2 separate regions of the Muntiacus reevesi genome follow, and region 1 is linked to region 2. A link is a contact called in public Hi-C data. All regions are on one chromosome and are shown on one strand. The core of a region is the stretch at or near the end of the contact, and the rest is flanking DNA. Distances in the headings are between cores, read along the strand shown. Region 1 holds the start of PLEKHF2 (pleckstrin homology and FYVE domain containing 2). Region 2 holds the start of TP53INP1 (tumor protein p53 inducible nuclear protein 1).

Region 1 (2,700 bases), core at 62-2,561, 190 kb before region 2:
GTGCTTTCCACATAAGTAACTTAATACCATTCACCTCCAATGCTGTGAGGACCGAAGAGATTAAAAACAGAAGCCTTCCTTAATACTGAATTAACCCGAGGACCCCATGAGCTACCAGAGTACAGAAAAATGTAAATACTCAGAACACGGGAGGCATGCACCCTTACGGAACCAAACGAGGGGCAAAACTTTACAACGTCAAGATCACTTCACCTTATTCTTAAGGAACAACACATGCCTTTCTCTCAGTGAACGGTCTTGGCTTTCTTCGCTGAAGTTCTTCAGTAACGCACTAAAAAAACAACAAACCTTGAGTCTATGAATTACAGAGACGGGCTTGGTTATCTGTAACCTTCATACTACCCGTTCTTTTCACCGCACACTCGCAAGTTACTATTACAACTTAGCGAGAGCGCACATGAACAGCAAGCTCTCGGCATCAAACACAAATTTTAAAGAAAAACTTTGGCATACGACTTTAAAAGACTCCAAGTAAGTAAGGCGTCAGAGCCAGCCCTTCTTCTATCAGGGCAAATTGTGCGGTGCCCTTTTTTTTTTTTTTTTGCCTCAAATCACATAAAAAGACACTATTCAAGTTCTCAAATCACATAAAAAGACGCTGTTCAAGTTACAAGCTCCCTGATGCCCAGACCCTGCAAACTTTCTGGACAGAAAGACGCTGGCACCCCAAGACGCCAGTGGCCACGACGGACACCCAAGTCTTCACGCCCTCACAACTTCTCGCCGGACCTCGGGGTCCCCCTCCCCGCGGGCCGGACGAGCACCCGCGCGGCCCTCCCTGCGGCCCGCGAGCCCTCCGGCGGGCGGCTGCGGCCCCCTCAGGGCGCGGGGAGCCGCCCGGGAGCGCCCCGTTTCTCACAGACCCCAACATGGCGTCGGCCGCCGCCGCTGCCGCCGCCGCCGCCCGAAACGACGACACCTCCCCGCGCCGCCGACGGCCCGGGGACCGCGGGGGGGAAGCGCCCGGAAAGTTTCGCTTCTCTTCTCTCGGCCCGCCGGGGGGCTGCCAGACGACCAAGCCCGGGCTTCACCTACCCAGCCGGGCGCGGACGGCCGCAGCGGCGAAGGTCCGACTTCTCGTCCCAGGCGCCGCGCACGGACCCTCCTTGCTTCCCCGCCCCAGCTTCGCAGGGTGTGCTGCCAGCGGCCCCGCGCAGCCGGCGCGATCCGGACGCGGCGGGCGGGCGGGCGGGCGTTGCAGACGCTCGCAGGTGACCCTCCCGCCCCTCTAGTCGAAGCCCACAACGGCCGCCGGGGCTGGCCTCTCCCCTGCGCGCGCGCGCAGAAGCGCGCCGCCACCCACACGCCGGGCGAGGGCGCGGGCGCGGGCGCGAGCACACCCCCAGCGCTCGCTCCCCGCCCTTTCTGGCCTGCTCCCTCGCCCCGCCTGGGCAGTCCCGCGCGCCGGGCCCGAGGGGGCGGGGCCAGCGCGGAGGCCACACCCGCCTGGGCGGCTGGGGCTCGGGATTGGCTCCTCTGCTCGGAGTCGAAGGCGCGCGCCCTGACGCGGATTGGCTGCACGTGAGACGTCTTTTACCTGGGCTGCGGGGTGCAGGCGAGCCCTTGGAAAGGTCGGTTCGCCTCCTCGTGAAGTGCTTAACGACGCTATAAAAATGGAAGGATGGCTAGGCCCCTTTCCTGTCACCCCGAACGGGCCTTTGCGGGGAATTCAGGAACTTTCCGCAACCGGGAAATGAAAGCTTTGGATTTAGCTGCCCAAGGCGTCCGGGTAGACATCTGTTTGCTACATCCCCGAAGCGCGGCCGTTCCTGCCCCCTCACGTGTTCCATCCACTTGCTCGCCCTGAAAATCCTACCGCTTGAAACACATACCCCACATACTCCGCACAGCCTTTCAAGTGATGCCCTTATTCCCTGACTTAGAATTCTGGTCTTTCCCAAAATTTTCTGTGACACCACAAATGTGCTTCACACACTTGGGATACAGTGATGATGGGTATACAGTATATAAGGTCGAACGTGCCCTTCATTTATACCACAGCTAAGTGCGCTGGTGGGTCCGTGGGGACGTAAAAGATGCCTAAGTTACCACAAGAACTGGGGGCCTGGTGGCGGGGCGGGGGGTGGGGAAGACTGCTTATTCACTTCAAACAAGAAGTGAATAGGCAGAAATTAGATTTGAGTAAATTTTATCTTTCCCGTTGATCAAGATTTTGAAAAAATACTTGTCTTTTTCTTTTATATTTTTCTTTTTTTTATTGTTTTCTTCATTTTTGTTTGTCTTTTCTTTTCTTTGAAATAGTAACTTTTTTTTTTTTAACCTTTGATTGTTGTTGAATCGGAGCCATCAGAACCCACACACATAAAAGAGCACCCACCTGGGGAACATAAAGCAGGTCTTGGTTCCAACCAGCTTTCTTTTGGTCTGGGATCTGCCCTCTCCAGATCTTCCACCTCCCCTCCTCTTCTGTTTGAATATATCAGAAACAAATTTTTTTTAAAAGAATTGGTGACTAGAACAAAACTGGAAAGGATGAATTTTTTAAATAGGAAAACAGGAAATCACCATCACAGAAACCTCTACAAGTGTTAGCTGTTGTTGTCTGTAGACAAGTACAAATGTTCCTAGAACTCTCATCTCAACCATCACCATACCCCAAATTCATTTAACCTCATTCCCCCTCTGCATACAGAACAGCCTCTGTCAGTGGAAAGAAGG
Region 2 (2,700 bases), core at 174-2,673:
CCTTTAATGATGATAAATCTTATCACACTGGAAAAAGGTAGGTCTCGCTGTGACCTTTTAAGAAATCAGACTCTTAGAATTACCATCATGCCTGGGTTCTGAATGACAAGACAGTCTCTTGGCAAATTCCTAAGAAGAAACGAGATTTGGGGGCATGTAACATTAGCAATGACAATAAAGAGAAAATATGAGGATGAGCCTGATTTGCCAAAATCCAAGTTAATGCCTTGATCTGTCTTGACAAAAAAAGTCAAGTGGCCCCTGAATTTTGGTTATTACTCCCGGGTGTCAGACAGTCCTGTGTTTTACACCCTTTAAAACGAGTACTGCTGGAAACAGACTGGCCACAGGATACCCCTGAGGGTCAGGGGGCTAGAATCTTTCAGATCTTTCATGTATGACACACCTGTTCAGGGGTCTCTGTACAAATTTCACCCTGGGTAGGAGAACTGCATCTCAGTGGAAACAAAATCCACCTGAGGGTGGAGATACGTCGAAATGACTACTTTAGTCTTTGCCAAACAGTGTGAATCTGTCTATACCCCTACAGAGCTTTGGTTTGAAAAATATTTTCAAGCCCCCTAACATTCCACTCACTATAAATAACCGGGTGACCAGGTAGGCTTCTGGTAAACGCCCACGGTTTTGTGCTGTGTAAACACCAGAACTGAAGCCTCGGCTCCCTGGGTCACAGCAGAGCCTGGACCGGGCCCTGTCTCCTTGCCCCGGGTTCTCCTGTCTTCTGGAGCAGAGCCCCTCCAGGCTCCTGGCGTCTCTGCCTTCAAGGTCTGGTCTCATGGCCTTTTCTGCCTTGCCGGCTTGCATCCCAAGCCAATAGACGAGGTCAGTCAGCTCCCGGGGTCAGTAACCACAGCAAGGTGGACGCCTGGCTCCTGGTCTTAAACAAGGAGGTAGGGTGGGCGGCACGCCTGTACCCACCGGACCCAGCCCTTCCTTCCCACGACGGCCAAGATGTGGTGGGGCTGCCTCACCGTCTTGGGCTCCCATCACACTCGAGGCCCTTAGCTTTCCTCTCACAGCAACTCTGTGTCCCCGTGTGCCCCCAGACGCTCGGCCAAAGGGACAGCTGGGGTCAGGGTTCTTCCTCTCGGCGTCCAGGTCTGCTTGGTCCTCACCCTCCGGGGCGGGTTTCCGCGTTGGTTCGCCCTCGGACCAGCCCCCAGCACCCCCGCCTTCCGCGGGCCCCTCTCTCCTCGCTCGCTGGGCGCCCGGGCGTTGTTGCCCGGGCTTGTTTCTAGCTCCAGAGCGTCGCCCGGCCCGGGGCCAGGTCACGTGCGTTAGTGACAGCCTCTGGCAGGGCGGCCCCGGGGCCCGCGCGCCTCCGATTGGTGGGACCGGGCCTGGCCCCGCCCTGGGGCGGGGCGTCCGGGCGGGCGGGCCCGACGGGCGGGCGCAGCGGCGGATCAGCTGTTCCGAGGCTGCACAACAACAAAAGGAGCGGGACGCACCGGCGGCGGCCTGCGGCGCGGCCTCAGGAGGGCTGGAGCGGCCCCGCGCCCCGCGCCCCGCTGTCCGGGTGCCGCAGCTACCTCAGCCGCCCGCACGCGGGTCCCCGCCAGCTGCCTTTGCCGCCCGTCCGGCCGCGGGTCGGGCCCACGTAAGTGCGGGCGGGGCCGGCGTCCAGGGCCGCTCGCTCCGGGTCGCCCCTCGGGCCGCGGTCGGTGCGCTCCAACCCCGCTCTCCGCTCGCCGCCGCGGGCCGGCTGCCCACCACCTCGGCGGCCCCGGAGGTGCGCGCGGGCGCGGGGCGGCGGTTGGGTGTTTGGTTTCTGCCTCCCCTCACCCCGAGCGCGGCCTGTTTTCTCGGGGCCGCCGCGGGACCGACCTGCTCTGCCCTCTCCTCACTCGGCCTCCTGCCCTCCGCCGTTGGGCTGGGGCTGCCCGCCCGGGAGTGGGCGTCGGGGGCCCCGTGCCCGGGAGGGGCGAGCGCGGCCGCCGCCGCCGCCCCGGGGCGCAGCCCTCCGGGGCTTGCGGCTGCTCGGGCAGCCCTCCCGGCGCGCGGCGGCTCCGCTACCCCGCGACCAGCGCTCGCCCGCCCGTCGGTGGCAGGTTCCGTGACTCCTGCTTTGATCTTACCTATCACTGGTGGAGGTTGCACCTGTGGTAGGCACTTTATCTCCCATCGTTGTTAAAATCCTCATCATTTTGATCATGCACGCTCATTGGGTGCTTAGCGTGTGCCACAAACTCGGTGAGGATTTTACATGCGTTAACTCGATTCCCACAATAATCCTGTGAAGTTAGACTGTATTACAGATAGGAAACCTGAGGGCCCAGAGAGATGGACTTAACTTACTCAAGACCACACAGCCCGTTAGAAGGAAATGGTGTTTTAAGTTGAAGATGAGTTTTCTGTAGGGATTGTGTGTGTGTGTGTGTGTGTGTGTGTGTGTGTGTGTGTGTGTGTGTGTGTGTGTGTGTGTGTTCTGTAGGGATTCTGTGTGTGTGTGTTTAATTGTATTTCCTAATTACATCTGCTCATTGTCTCCTGTGTTAATTCTAATTTCGAGGAGATTAAGGAGGAGGGCCTCCCCCTTTCCGTCACTGAGACAAGAACCCGTTCTGAGTGCAAAGTAGTTTTGAGAAAGGGGAGTGGAAAGAGTCCCCTGGGGTTGTTGAACAGAGGAAATGAGGAGCCCCAAGATCTGGAAATCGCTTGGTAACTGAAACATCTTTTTCA

What was found. A called contact is a pair of places that touch in the nucleus more often than the background predicts.
Region 1: a Hi-C map of muscle shows a contact between it and region 2, with 2.4 times the contacts expected there. The contact joins the promoter of PLEKHF2 here to the promoter of TP53INP1 in region 2. A contact is called at or near these places in 2 of 3 Hi-C or Micro-C datasets (blood and muscle).

The regions. Positions count from the first base shown.
Region 1 is chr12:11,997,410-12,000,109 of mMunRee1.1, reverse strand. PLEKHF2 (pleckstrin homology and FYVE domain containing 2) reads right to left here and starts at 1,311. Exons shown (of 2, transcript XM_065902880.1): 1 at 1,057-1,311.
Region 2 is chr12:11,803,386-11,806,085 of mMunRee1.1, reverse strand. TP53INP1 (tumor protein p53 inducible nuclear protein 1) reads left to right here and starts at 1,423. Exons shown (of 4, transcript XM_065903475.1): 1 at 1,423-1,618.